Linked DNA regions of Ovis aries: region 1 is linked to region 2. The links are chromatin contacts, called in public Hi-C maps. All regions are on one chromosome and are shown on one strand. Each heading gives the region's core, a stretch centred on a gene start, on an enhancer-like site or on the middle of the called end of the contact. The rest is flanking DNA. Distances are from core to core; before and after follow the strand shown.

What was found. Hi-C and Micro-C count contacts between places; a contact is called where the count stands out from the background.
Region 1: a contact with region 2 is called in a Hi-C map of liver, with 3 times the contacts expected there. The contact joins the promoter of DEGS2 here to the promoter of EVL in region 2. A contact is called at or near these places in 6 of 16 Hi-C or Micro-C datasets (hypothalamus, liver, mixed tissues and 3 more).

What each region holds. Positions count from the first base shown.
Region 1 is chr18:62,751,531-62,757,822 of ARS-UI_Ramb_v3.0, forward strand. It overlaps DEGS2 (delta 4-desaturase, sphingolipid 2), which reads right to left and starts at 4,388. Exons shown (of 3, transcript XM_015102049.4): 1 at 4,243-4,388. The coding sequence starts at 4,324.
Region 2 is chr18:62,587,323-62,594,339 of ARS-UI_Ramb_v3.0, forward strand. EVL (Enah/Vasp-like) reads left to right here and starts at 3,731. Exons shown (of 16, transcript XM_027957393.3): 1 at 3,731-4,259.

The DNA of each region.
Region 1 (6,292 bases), core at 3,138-5,637, 160 kb after region 2:
ATGGAAATAGTTACAAACACTGACAAGTGCCAATTCGCAAATCAGGGACTTTCGTTTCCCCCAGTTAACTGATGATTTATTTCCAAACGAAATGTGTGTGCACACGTACTATCAGCCACTGTTTCTGAGAAAGGGACGTCTAGTCTGAGACTTGAAGGAATCCTAGAAGTAGGTGGAGTAGGAAAGAGAATTCAAGCAGAGGACGCAGCGTTTGCAAAAACCACGAGACGGGCAGATGGAGGGCTAGCTCTATTCCACTGAGTGGTCAGAGAGCAGGGGCTAGGGAGAAAGGGTACCAGAGTACTGGGGTGTCGACGCAGAGATGAGATTTTTAGGAAGGGAAACCCTTGGAGCAGAGGCCCCCAACCTCTAGGATCTAATGCCTGATGATCTGAGGTGGAGCTGATGTCATAATAAAAGCACTGAAGTGCACAAGAAATGTCACGCGCGTGAATCATCCCCAAACCCCACCCCACCCCAGGTACAACCACAAACTGTCTTTCACGAAACTCGTTCCCTGGTACTGAAAAGGTTGGGGACCGCTGCCTTGGAGGATTCGAGCCAGGAAGGACACAGTTAGGTCAAACAGGGCCCTAGGGATCACTCACTGTCTGTGTGGTCCTGTACCCAAGCGCCCCTCCCTCCCCAGCCAACTTCGCTGGAGCGCAACACCCCTTCCCTCCGCCCTCACAATGTGATGCTGTGTGGCTTGCCCATCATCACAGCCCCTGCCCACTGGCTGATCAGAGGACTCACAGCTCTGGCCAGAGGTGAGCTGGCTCAAGGGGAGGACGCACTGCTCAGGGCAGAATGGGAGGGAGGCACCTGCTCCCTCTGTGGGATCTCGGAGCTGGGTGGACGCAGGCTGCAGCCCGGGTCAGGCAGGATTAGGGCAGAGAGAAGAGCCCTGTGGCCAGCCTGCCCTCCTCTCTTGTGGTCTCCATGAATTCCCTTGAGCTTGTCAGCCAGTTCAGTTTTGGGCTTAGCCACTTGCCACTGAGAGAGCCCCAGCAAAGGCTTTTCCTAAGCAAATAAGCCAACAATTGCCGGAGCCTTACTTCCTTGGATTATTTTTTGATTATTTGATTTTTTTTAACTATGTGTGTGCACTTTCATAAATAAAACTCAAAAACAAAAAAAAAATCACAAAGCTATTTGTTTTGGAAAAGACAAATTCAAACGCTGCCTCTTACTCCTCTGGGCGTGCCTGGCTTGGGCTCTGATCTCCAACAGGACAGAACCCCACTGGCTCTCTGCTCCTGCCCTCGAAGCTCGTGGAACCTCAGCCCTGACCTGAGAGGCATGTCTCCTTCGTCCAGGCAGGATCTGGAGGTGGACTTTGGTACTGCACAAAGTTCTACGCAGGGACTTCCTGGGTTCCGACTCCAGGATTGAGCTTCCCTAGTGGGAAAGAACCCGCCCGCCAATGCAAGTAGATATAAGAGACGTCTGAGTTGGGAAGATCCCTTAGAGGAGGAAACTGCAACTCATCCCAGTATTCTTGCCTGGAGAATCCCATGGACCAAGGAGCCTGGTGGGCCACAGTCCATGGGGTTGCCAAGAGTCAGACAGACTGAAGTGACTTAGCATGCACGCACTACTGACTCCAAGAGGTGAGGCTCTTTAGGAGCATCCAGTGGCCCCCAGGGAGCTGGCTAGGCCTGGGGCACATCCCTGCCTGAACACCAATTTGGCCTCTGTGGCCTCTAAGCTGTGTAGCCCTGGGCAAGTCACTTCCCCTCTCTGAGCCCCACTCTGGGGCCTCCCCTGTAAAGACAGGCTGACAGTTAAATGTAGGGTTTTTCTCAGGCTGGGAAACAGCAGATGGAAGAAAAGAGGAAAACAGAGAAGGAAGAGCACTCACTCCCGGTCCTTGGGGAAATCACGGAGCCTTTCTGATTGAGTGGTGGCAAAACACTTCCCCCCACCTCATGTAATCTGCACAACATCTCCACAAAGGAAGCACTATGATGAACCCGTTTAACTCAATCAGACCTCAGTTTCTTCATCTGCTTATTGACCCACCCAGCGACACAAAGCTGATGACTGGGTGTGGTCCTGGCTCAAAATCAAGGTCTACAAACCTTCTAGGTCTGGAAACCTGCCTCCAAGAGATAAAGACCTGATGGGCTGGAAGGGGAATCCCACGGGAACACCCTCCCCCAACCCAGGCCGGGAGGGGGCTGTTCCTGCAGGAGGGAGAGCTGAGCTTGAGCGAATAGGGCAGGCAGGAACCGTGAGTGCAATGCCTGGGAGGGAGGGAGGAAGACACATTCCAAGTTCGTTAGCTCAAAACTGGCTCTGTGGGGAGGAACCCGCAGCACCTACTGCAGAATGGGAATCTGCAAAGCGCCCTGGAGAGTCAGCCCTTGAGAACTTGTGCTGTCCCCGCCCTGGCCCAAGTGGCCGCCCTCTTCTCTAGGTCTTCCAGGGTTCCCAGCCATCCTGTCCAGGATGCTTCCTGGATTGGTTCCAGGGCCTGTGGCTTCTCTCTTCAGAGAGGAGTTCTTCTCCACGTCCTGGCTTGCTGGGTAACACACTGGAGCACCTTCTCACTCAACATCTCCTTTTATCCTCATACCCACTCTGCCAGAAAGGATGACTGTGCCCATTATGCAGACTGGGGAAGTAAGGCTGTAGTCCAGAGTGTCTGCATCCCTACAAGCAGCTCTGTGGGCCAGGCTACATCTCCCAGCCTTCTCCACCTGGGGCCAGGTGTGCATTGAGTCCTGTAAGGGGGGTGGGCAGCGGGGAGAGCCCAGGAAGGGGAAGGAGACACAGCCCAGCAGGACCCTCTGAGCCACCTGCAGGAAGTTCGCAAGTGCAGCAGACGATGCTGCCCCCGCTGAGGCCACACACAGTGCAGGGTTATCGCTCACCTCACAGGAGAAAACCACAGACCCACAGACCCACCCAGGGGTCTCCAGGCCCTGGAACCCCAGCAACAGCAGGGCAGAGCCCTGCATTAACCACTCAGTGCATCCGGTGTCTGAAAGGTTTAAAAGGAATAGGAAGATACTTCCCTAGTCTTGGGGTGGAGCAGGAAGACACAAAAGAGAAAAATCTGAAGAAAAAAATCCAATCTATTCAAATGCATTAAAAAAAAAAAAAGCTCTTGTGATTATAAAGGGAAAAAGATTTGCAATGCATTGTATTTACGACTAAGGGTTAAAAACTTCGATACAAAGAGTTCTAACAACCCAACAAGCAAAACTCCAACCCAAAAGAAAGCAAAACACAAATTTAAATGACCAATTAGACATTGAAAGCAATCATCAAATCAAACGTTAAAGTCGTAATGAAATAGTATTGTTTTGTCAACCTGTTTGGCAAAGATTAAAGACTTTTGCCAACTGCAGGTGTGGGTGAGAGTGTGGAATGGTGACCGACTTTAGGGAGGGGGACCGTGTTCACCTGGAAGCCGGCTGCAAAGGCGACTTGGTGGCACCGAGCAGAAGCTGCTCTGCAGGTGCGAGTCCTTGAACCCCTTATCGTGGGAGAAGGAACCGTACATTCTGGGTCCTTCTGAGAGGCTGATGGAGCCCGCAGGGTGGGTGAGTCCACAGGACGGGTGACCGTGTAAGTAAAAATGACTTTCCAGGACACTACATAACAGAGAGGGGCCACCAGACACTGGGCTACAAAATTAAAGGACAGACTCTGGTAAACCTCTGTTTGTTGTTTGTTTTCAGATAAGTTGTCTCTCGTTCAGCTTTGCTTCCTTCCAGGCGTTCATTCTGCCCTAAAGCCCGGTTTTGGGGCTGGGCTTGGGGCCTCTCGGGCGGGGCCGCTGGGACCTGGCGCTTGGCGCACAGGGGAGCCCAGGGTGCGGCGGACGACAGGTACCCACGGAGCTGCCTTCGCGGGGCGGGGGCGGCGCATCCCTCACAAAGACAGTCCTTGGGGCTGACCTGTGCGCCTCGAGTCCCGGGAGGGGCTCCTGTCCCACAGCCGGGATGGAGTAGCCGAGACGCGCTCCCCCGACGTACGGATCTGGGCTCGGGTCCTCGGGTCCCCAGTCCCGGGACAGAGGCAGAGACGCGAAGGGAGTCTCAGACCGGAGCTGGGGACCCTGGGCCGGGGAAGCTGCCGGACGGGGAGTGGAGCCCCCACCCTCGAAGCAGAGGTCGGGGAAGGCCTGCTGGGCATCCGGGCCGCGCAGGAGCGACGCCTCCCCGGGCTCGGGCTGACCTGGGACACCACACGGCCCCAGGGCTGTCCCCACTTGGGGCCCGCGCTCACCGAGCATCTCTTTGCGCCGCTGCGTGTGAGGCTGGTCCGTGTAGACCCACTCGAAGTCGCTGCGGCCCGCGCTGTTGCCCATGGTGGGGCTGGGAGCGCGGCTCTGAGCGCCCAGCTGCTGCGCAGGGCTCGGCTCCGCGGCACCTGTCGTCCTGCGCCGCACGAGGACCAGTTCGGGGCTCGGGGGCGGGGCGGGGGCGGGGCTTCGAGCGCCTGGGCCACCGGGAGGGGCGGGGTCTTGGGGGCGGAGCCTCAGGGCGGGGCCGGGGCGCCGGTGCCAGTCGGAGGGGCAGGCCCTCGGGGGCGGGGCCTCGGGCTGGGCGGAGGTGAGTCCCCGGGCCTCCGGGCGCCTCAGTTGCCTCGGGTTGGAAAATGGACTGTCAGTGTGACCCCGGGAGAGTCCCTGGGCCGCGGGGTGTGCGGGGACGCCCGTGCCCCCGGCTTCCCGGAGGCCCCATCGCGGCGGGGCGCCTGTTCTCTCAGCGGCCCAGAGCCACTCGCGCTCGCGCCGCCCCTGCCCCGACGGACCCGCCAGTGAGGTGCGTCCCCCCTCGCCCCGCCCCGCGGCCCGGAGCAGGGGTTGGAGGGTAGGGATTAGACGGCTGCGTTGTGCAGATGAAAAGAAGGGGAGGCTTCCCTGGCGGTCCAGCGGTTAAGACTCCGCGGTTCCACTGCAGAAGGCGTGGAGGCAATCCCGCATGCCCGCATGCCCCGCCTTGCAGCCAGAACGAACAAACAAAAACAGAAGGAGCTGGGGAAAGATTCGTCACAGCGATCCGCCCTGCCCCTACCCACTCCTTTCTTGCGATTAGCAGAGGGCAGGGGATGAGGCGTCTGCAGCTTCAGGGAGATGAGTCAGCCCCATCCCCGCCTTCAGGGAAGGCCAGGGACAGGAACATGGGCACGGAAGAGGCTGGTTACGACTCAGGATGATACGTGCCCGGACACAGGTAGGTCCTGGGACAGCCAGGGCACAGTCCAGGGGTTTTTGTCTTAGGTCTCAAAGGGTGAGTAGGAGTTCAACAGCTGAAGAAGGCCAAGGGCATCGGCGGTAGAGCCAATGGAAGATGCAAAGGCTGGGACTTGGAAGAACCCAAACCTTGTCAGAATAGAGTCTGGTTTGGGGGGAGTCGGGGCACAGGGCTCCTCATTTTCCTCCTTCCCAGGGGTCCCCCCCCATCCTCCTCTTGCTCCTTTGGGGCTTTGCATGGTGTGCCCTGTGTATTAGAGCCCGACCTGCAGGAGCTGCCTGGGGAAGCAGACTGACCTGGAAGTCAGAGGTACCACAAGGCAGGCAGGAAATGATGGTGAGCATCGCCCCCATTCTCCTGCAAGTCTGTGGCCACGGGTGTGGTACATTTGGCAGACCACCCTCAGCCTAGGGCCAGAGGCAGTCCTGGCATGAGATGACACGGGAAGCAAATATGTGGGCACACCGTGGCAGCCAGCCACCTGCCCCAGAGTCAAGGGTAGGAAAATGGGCCAGTGCGGAGGCTGGCTTCCCTGTCCAAAAGGGACATGCTTAGAGCCTTGGGTCACCACCACCCCCTGCACCACCCAACAGTGTCATCTTCTTGGCTTGCACGCCTCTGGAAACGGAGAGCTCGGCATCTCCCAGGGCAACCTGCTCTGCTCACAGCCAGAGGGAGCCATAGCAGTCATCCCAACAGCGGCCACTTTCAGATGGGTAAACTGAGGTTCAGAGATAAAGAGACCCTCAAAATAAGCTTCCCTGATGACTCAGACAGTAAAGAATCTTCTTGCAATGCAGGAGACTAGGTTCAACCCCTGGGTGGGGAAGATCCCCTGGAGAAGGGAATGTCAACACACTCCAGTGTTCTTGCCTGGACAATTCCATGGACCGAGTAGTCTGGTGGGCTGCAGTTCATGGGGATCGCAAAGACTCGGACACCAGTGAGCAATGAACACTTTTACTTTCTTGCACTTTTCAGAATAAGCAGGAAAGCTGGGACACGCCCCTGACCTTCGACTTTAAAGGCCAAAGTCAGAATGTCGGCCCCATGTTACAACCAGTGAGATCTGGGTCCCA
Region 2 (7,017 bases), core at 2,481-4,980:
GAGAGCAACTCGTGTTACATTTCAGGAAAACAACAGTTGGTTATAACTGAATCGGTCAAGGAGACTAATGGCATGAATGAGGATCTTCAAAAAAGAGCTGCCATGTCACGGCTGATCCCAAATGCCCTGAGACCACTGTCGTCTTCAATCCGGTGTCTGAGACGAATTAGTAATTTACTTAGGCTCGTTAAAGTAAACGAGACATGGTCTCATTGGTGAATCATCAAAAGCAACTGTGTTTCTTTTGATTATTTGCGATGAGTGAGGTTTGTTTTGGCAATCCCAAGTGATGGAGAAGATGATCCACAGGGCTGGTTCCTCAGGAGTGACTCCAGGCTGGAAAAACTTCTAGACACAGGGCGGGAGCATGGGCAGTGCTGGGCCTTGGAGACTGCAGTTATGTTTTTGTCCTCATACGCCTCACTTACCCATGCGCCCTCTCAGGGCCTCAGCTCTACCCTCTGGACAGGGAGGGTAAATATACATTTTTAGGATTTTTAGCTCTGTTATGTATCTGTAACTCTGACTAACCTGGACTCATCAGACAGCAGAAACCCCATCTTCCCTGCCTCCCCCATGAATGAGAAATCTACTCTAGGAGTGCCTGGGAACTGACCCTCCGGTAGTCAGCCTGGCCACGTATCCCACCCGAACCCTACTGTGAGGTCACTGACTTTGCCGAGCAATCTTTTCAAATTTAAAAACTGGTGACCTCCAGATACAGTTCATTCAGAGACCACAGGTCCAAAAAAATACTTTCTTTTTATCAGAAGAATGGAAAACATGAATTCATGCACTTTTAAGTTCAGTAAATGGGAAAGATGCTAATAGACAATGGTTTCAGGTGTCTGCACAAAGGCAAAGGATGAGGAGCTGTGAGAGTGAGGCGCTGGAGGTGGGCAGGAAAGATCTTTCTGGGAGCGGACTTTGTGTTGACTCTCAGGAGTGCCTACAAGATACTGTGACCGTAAGAAATGGAGGCTCAGAGAGGTCTGAGCTCTCAGGTAAAATGGAGCGCTCTGGCTTCCCAAGCATCCTTCAGCTGGTTAGACAAAGACCAATGCCCACGGGACTTCCATGGTGGTCTGGTGGCTAATGCTCCGAGTTCCCAATGCAGTGGGCACGGGTTCAGTCCCTGATCAGGAAACTAGATCCCACATGCCACAGTGAAGATTGAAAATCCCATGTGCAACAACTAAGACCTGGCACAGCCAAAAACAAAAAACACCAATGCCCATTCAGGGGGTAGTTGGGCCCGACTTAGGGCTCAAGGGGTCCCTACTTGTCTACTGAGCCCTTCCTGCAGCTCAAGAAGCCCTGTAACAAACATCATAGGCAAGAAAGAAACTTCCCCAGGAGCCTGACACAGGTGATTTTAGAAACTAGTGAATTCACAGATTAGTAAGTGATGTTGGGCCACTTTCTCAGTGTTCTGTGGCCCCAACACTTTACTGAGAGGAAGATTTGCAGGTCTTCTCTAGCACCCATATTCTCTGATGGACCTTAAAGGAACTTGAATGTCTTTACTGCTCTAGGAGATTGGTAGTTAAGACTCTTGAGAGTCCCTTGGACTGCAAGGAGATCCAACCAGTTCATTCTGAAGGAGATCAGCCCTGGGTGTTCTTGGGAAGGAATGATGCTAAAGCTGAGACTCCAGTACTTTGGCCACCTCATGCGAAGAGTTGACTCATTGGAAAAGACTCTCATGCTGGGAGGGATTGGGGGCAGGAGGAGAAGGGGACGACAGAGGATGAGACGGCTGGATGGCATCAACGACTCGATGGACGTGAGTCTGAGTGAACTCTGGGAGATGGTGATGGACAGGGAGGCCTGGCATGCTGCTATTCATGGGGTCGCAAAGAGTCAGACACGACTGAGCGACTGAACTGAACTGAACTGAGGAAAGGTTGGCACAGGCATGCATCCCTCACCTTTGGTACTAATGTTCTATAGGAAATCTGCCACCAATCAGTCAGTTCAGTCGCTCAGTCACGTTCGACTCTTTGTGACCCCATGGATTTCAGCACTATATATCCGCCATCAATATCTCCCAGCAAATCTTCCTCCAGCTGCAGACTCCAGGGCATCAGGGAAAGTGCTTGATCTAGTGGTCAGAGTGGGCCACATGCTTCAATAAACCAGGCCGAGAACAAACAGGTCAATGTCCTGGGAGGCTCTTCTCACAAAACTTTGCTATGAAGGAACCAGGGATGATCCTGCCTCTGCAGAGCACACTGGGACATCTCCAGGGGACCTGGGGCTTGTCCATTTAGGAATTTTTAGGGTCTAATAAGTCTCTTCTATAGCCAGTCTTGGCCCCAGTAAGAGAGACACAAATAAGGTTAGGAAGGGCTTAAAATCTCTGAGGCTCAGACAGAACTGTGGAGGACCAAGGTGCACTTTGAGTCTGAAGACATCGGCTCAAACAAATGGGGGAAGGAAAGTGGAGGTGTGACGGCCAAGGGTTAAGAAGTCTGAGTACAGGTGGATGCTGAGGGAGGGGACAATCACCACAGCAGATGAGAATGGACGAAGCAGATGAGAATGGACAGGCACTGGGATTCTGAATCAAAAAAAACCTTAGCTTGAGAACTGGCGCCACTACTTCCTGTATCTTGGGCAAAACCACTCGGTCCTCACTGCCAGCCAGGGGTAAATAGCGACCCCTTTGCTGCCCTCCTAATGCATGCCAGACACCGCTAAACGTTTCACGTGCTCTTGCTCGGATGCAATTGTTTAGAAGACAAATTTCATTGTTGCTGTGAGAGGAGAATGGGAGCATTAGTGGCGATAGTGCGAAAGCGCAACGCATGGTGTCTAATTAGATGCAGAAAGTCAGACTTGGAGGGTTTAGTACTTCCAGCAACGAGAATGGCTAACCTTCAGGAAGGGCTGGGGATTTAACAGTCAGAGAAAACCTGGACAACCTAGCGCAGCCGATGTGATTGTTCTCAAGTGTTTGGTTTGGGGGCGCCAGGTGGGGCTTTATGGATTGAGATCCTTCAGCTGTTGTTGATACTGGCTCCAAGCTACGACTCCCCATCCCAGCCTTGACTCTGTATTTACAAAGACAGGAGGTCGTTCGACGCCCTGAGAATCCAGGTGGCTCACTGGCTTCGAGCAGGCGGAGCCCACCGCAGGGCGCGGAGAAGATGGAATTCTCCCACCAAGGCCAAGGACGCCGAAGCTCTACGCTTCCTTTGTGGTTGGGGGAGGCGCCGGGCGCAGGGAGGGGGCGCCGCGCTCCAGGTGCCGCGCGGCCGCCCCGCCCACTTTAGCCCCGGCCCTCCTCCTCAGCCCCGCCTCTCAAGGCTCACGCTTACTTCTAAGCCCCGCCCCCGCCACATCCACCCATCCCGGCCAGGCCCCTACCGAGCTCCTTCTCGCCGCTCAAGGCACCATTTCTTCGAAGCCCCGCCCCTCACAATCAGGCCTCGCCCTAAGCCCCGCCCCTCGCGGCCAGGCCTTGCTCCCTATCCCCGCCCTCTAAGCCCGCCCCGGCCCGCCCCCTAAGCCCGCCCCGGCCCTCCTCCTCGGTCCCGCCTCTCAAGGCTCGCGCGTTCTTCTAAGCCCCGCCCCCGCCACATCCGCCCGTCCCGGTCAGGTCACTACCGAGCTCCTTCTCGCCGCTCGAAGGCTCTGTTCCTTCGAAGCCCCGCCCCTCCAGGCCGGGCCTCGCCTCAAGTCCCGCCCCCTAGGCCCCGCGCCGCCCCTCGCAGCCTCGGGCTCCGTTCTGCCGGAGGCGCGGGCTCTGGGGCCCCGCGCCTTTTGTGTGGTGCTTGGGCCGTCGCGCGCGCTTTCCCCTCAGTCTCGACTCCTGGGCTGAGTTCGCCCGCGCGCGCGCGCGCGCACCCGCGCGCCTGCCCGTCTCTCCGTCGACGGCGTCGCAGACGCCCGCGCCCGCCCGGGGACTGCGCCCCGAGTCTCGGGCGGGCGCGCGCGCTCCCCCCGGGCCGGCGGGACCCGGACGGCGCTCTCCCCTTCCCCCTAACCCCCGGCGGCGCGCGCACACAGCGGCCCGGGCACGCGCCCGCCAAGATGGCAGGGGCCGGGGCCCGGCTGTCAGGCGCCGCCGCCTCAGCCCGTCCCCGCAGCTAGCGGCCCGGACGCCCGCACGGAGAAGATGAGCCCCCGCTGCCCCCCGCAGCCCAGCGAGACGCGGAGCCGCCGCGCCCGGGGCCGGCTGCCCCGCTAACGCCCCGCGCCCCGCGCCGCGCCCCCCGGCCCGCGCGCCCGCCCGCCCCGGCAGCGACAATGAGGTGAGTCTGGCTGGCGCGTGGGGCGACCCGGCGGGCGGCGTGCGGAGCGCGGGGAGGGCCTCAGGAGCACCGGCGGTGGGGGGCCTTCGGGGACGCTGGGAGGGTCTGGGGGAGTCGACGCGGGCGGCGCCCGCCTGTGCAGCTCGCGGGGGGCTGGGGGCCCGGTGGGGAGGCGACCCCGCGGGCGTGTGTGGCCGCGCCCGGCCGCGAGCAGCACCCGCACTCTGGCCGCCCTCCCCCGGACTTCGTGCCCTCGGCCTCGGCCGCCCTGTGCCGCCGCCCCGAGCTCGCACGTTAAGGGGTCGTGTCCTTCCACCTGGAGCTGCTCGCCTGCCTCTGCTCCCTTTTTCTCGTCCCCATTTCCTTTCTTCTTGCACGCCACTAAAGTGCAAGACCCACAACGTACCATTCCGTGGTTCATTACCCAGCCAGGGGGGATTGATGGTTATCAGTTCGAGAAAAAAACATTGCCAGCACCAGGAACTCGAAATTCTCTTTCTCCAGAGGTCAGCTGACTTGTGCGGATAATCACTTCCTTGCCTTTTGTCTGTGTAAGTGTACCTTCCAAACATAATATCCCATAAACACTATAGTGTCTTTCGTTTTTGCCCGTTTTGTGATCTTTATATAAATGAAATACTCATGCAATATATAGTCTTTTGTGTGTCTGGCTTCTTTCACTCAAGGTGTTTCTGAAATGCATCCTTTACTTCAACTGCTGCTCATTTTTATTAATCTGTCGTATTCCATTATATGAAGATACTACATCTTAATCATTCCGCTATTTGAGGACATTTGTTTCTTAAACGTCAGCCGCTCAGTCGTGTCCGACTCTGCGATTCTATGGACTGTAGCCTGCCAGGCTCCTCTGTCTTTGGGATTCTCCAGGCAAGTGTACTGGAGTGGGTTGCCATTCCCTTCTCCAGGGGATCTTCCCAACCCAGGGATCAAACCAGGGTCTCCTGCATCGTAGGCTGATTCTTCACCGTCTGAGCAGTAGAACTTCTGGGTCAGAAGATACCTGTATCTTCCAACTTTGAGAGGTAACACCAAATTTCTGAAGTGCCTGTACTGGTTTACACTCCTTCCAGCAAGGGTATGAGACTTCTTGTGCTCTGCTTCCTTGTCAGCACGTGGTATTGTCAGTCTTCAATTTTAGCCATCCTGGTGATTGTGCAGGCAGCCTGGTGAGGTGTCCCAGTGTGGTTTTGGATTATGGTTTGTTGCAGACAGATGAGGCCGAACATCTTTTTATGTTTATTTGATATCTTTTACGAAGCATCTGTTCAGAAGTCTTTGGGGTTTACACATCTTTTTCTTCCTAATCTGTGGGAGTTCTCTGTCAAAGTCAAGAAGATAGTTTCCTGTAACATCTTACTGCCCTGCCTTTCAAAGTACAAGATCCACAGTCCACTTGGAAGTGACTTTTGTGTAACTTGTGAAAAGGGGGTCAAATTTTTCTTTTTTACCAGAACCATTTATTCCGCACTGTTTATAAAAAAACATCATCTTTTCCCCATCGCTTTGCTGTGCCACCTTCGTCATCTTCCAGTCTTCCATTTGGAATCATTTCTTTCCATCTGAGGAATTCCCTTTAGAATTTCTTTAGTGCAAGTCTGTGGTGACAAATTCTTAGTGTTCACAGATTTCCTTATTTATTCTTCATTGAAAAACATTTCTTGAGATATCATTCCCATATCTTAAAATATACCCATTTAAAGTATACAGTTGGGTAATTTTTAGTATTTTCATATACACACACGCAGTATTTTCACAGACTTAGGAAACCATTGCCACAGTCTAATTTTAGAACAGTTTCCTCCATTTTAGAAGGGTCTTTTCAGTAGTAGTAAAATTCTTGGTTTGACATTATTTTCTTCTAACACCTCAAAGATACCTCATGGTTTCTAACATCGATTGTTTTCTGTTGAGAAGTCATTTGTCTGTCGTTCTTTGAAAGTAATTTTTTCTCCATTTAAATTTTTTTAAAACTTACTAATTTTAAAAAAGATTTATTTATTTGGCTTTACTGGGTCTTAGCTGAGGCATGCTCGCAGCATGCAGAGCTCTTTGTTGTGGCATGTGGGATCCAGTTCTCTGACCAGGGATCAAACCTGGGCACCCCACACTGGGAGCTGGAGTCTTAGCCACTGGACCACCTGGGAAGTTCATCTGGCTGCTTGTGAAGTGTTCTCTGTCTTTGGTTTTCAGCAGTATTTTCTTTGCTGTATGGATTTTTTTTTTTTTTTTTTTTAAGATGAACATAACTTAGGGCTTCTTGAATCTTTGGCTTCATGTCTTTCATTAGTTTTTGGAAGTCTTGTGCCATTGGGACTGCATATTTTGCTTCTCTCCCATTCTCTCTCTCCTTTCCTTCTAGCACTACAATTATGCGCGTTAGACTATTTCACTGTATCTTCTGTGTCTCTTAACCTTCCTTCTGTTTTCTGCCTCTTTTTCCTTCACTCTGGATCTCCCCTCTCTTCTTTTTCCTATCACTTGAGTTTTTAATTTCAGTTATTCTATGGTTTTTGGTTCTTTAATTTCGATTTGGGTTTCTTTTTATAGTTTCTTTGTAGTTTCCAGCTATCTGCCAAAATTATCAGTATTGTCTTTCAACTCCTTGAACATAGTATGCATAATGCTTGAAGTTTATCCCATTATGGCAGTATTTGTAAGTCATTTCCAAAGTCTGTTTTCCTTGTTTGTCATTCATATTGTCTTGTCTCCTTATGTGTCTAATTGTTTTTGCTTTTTA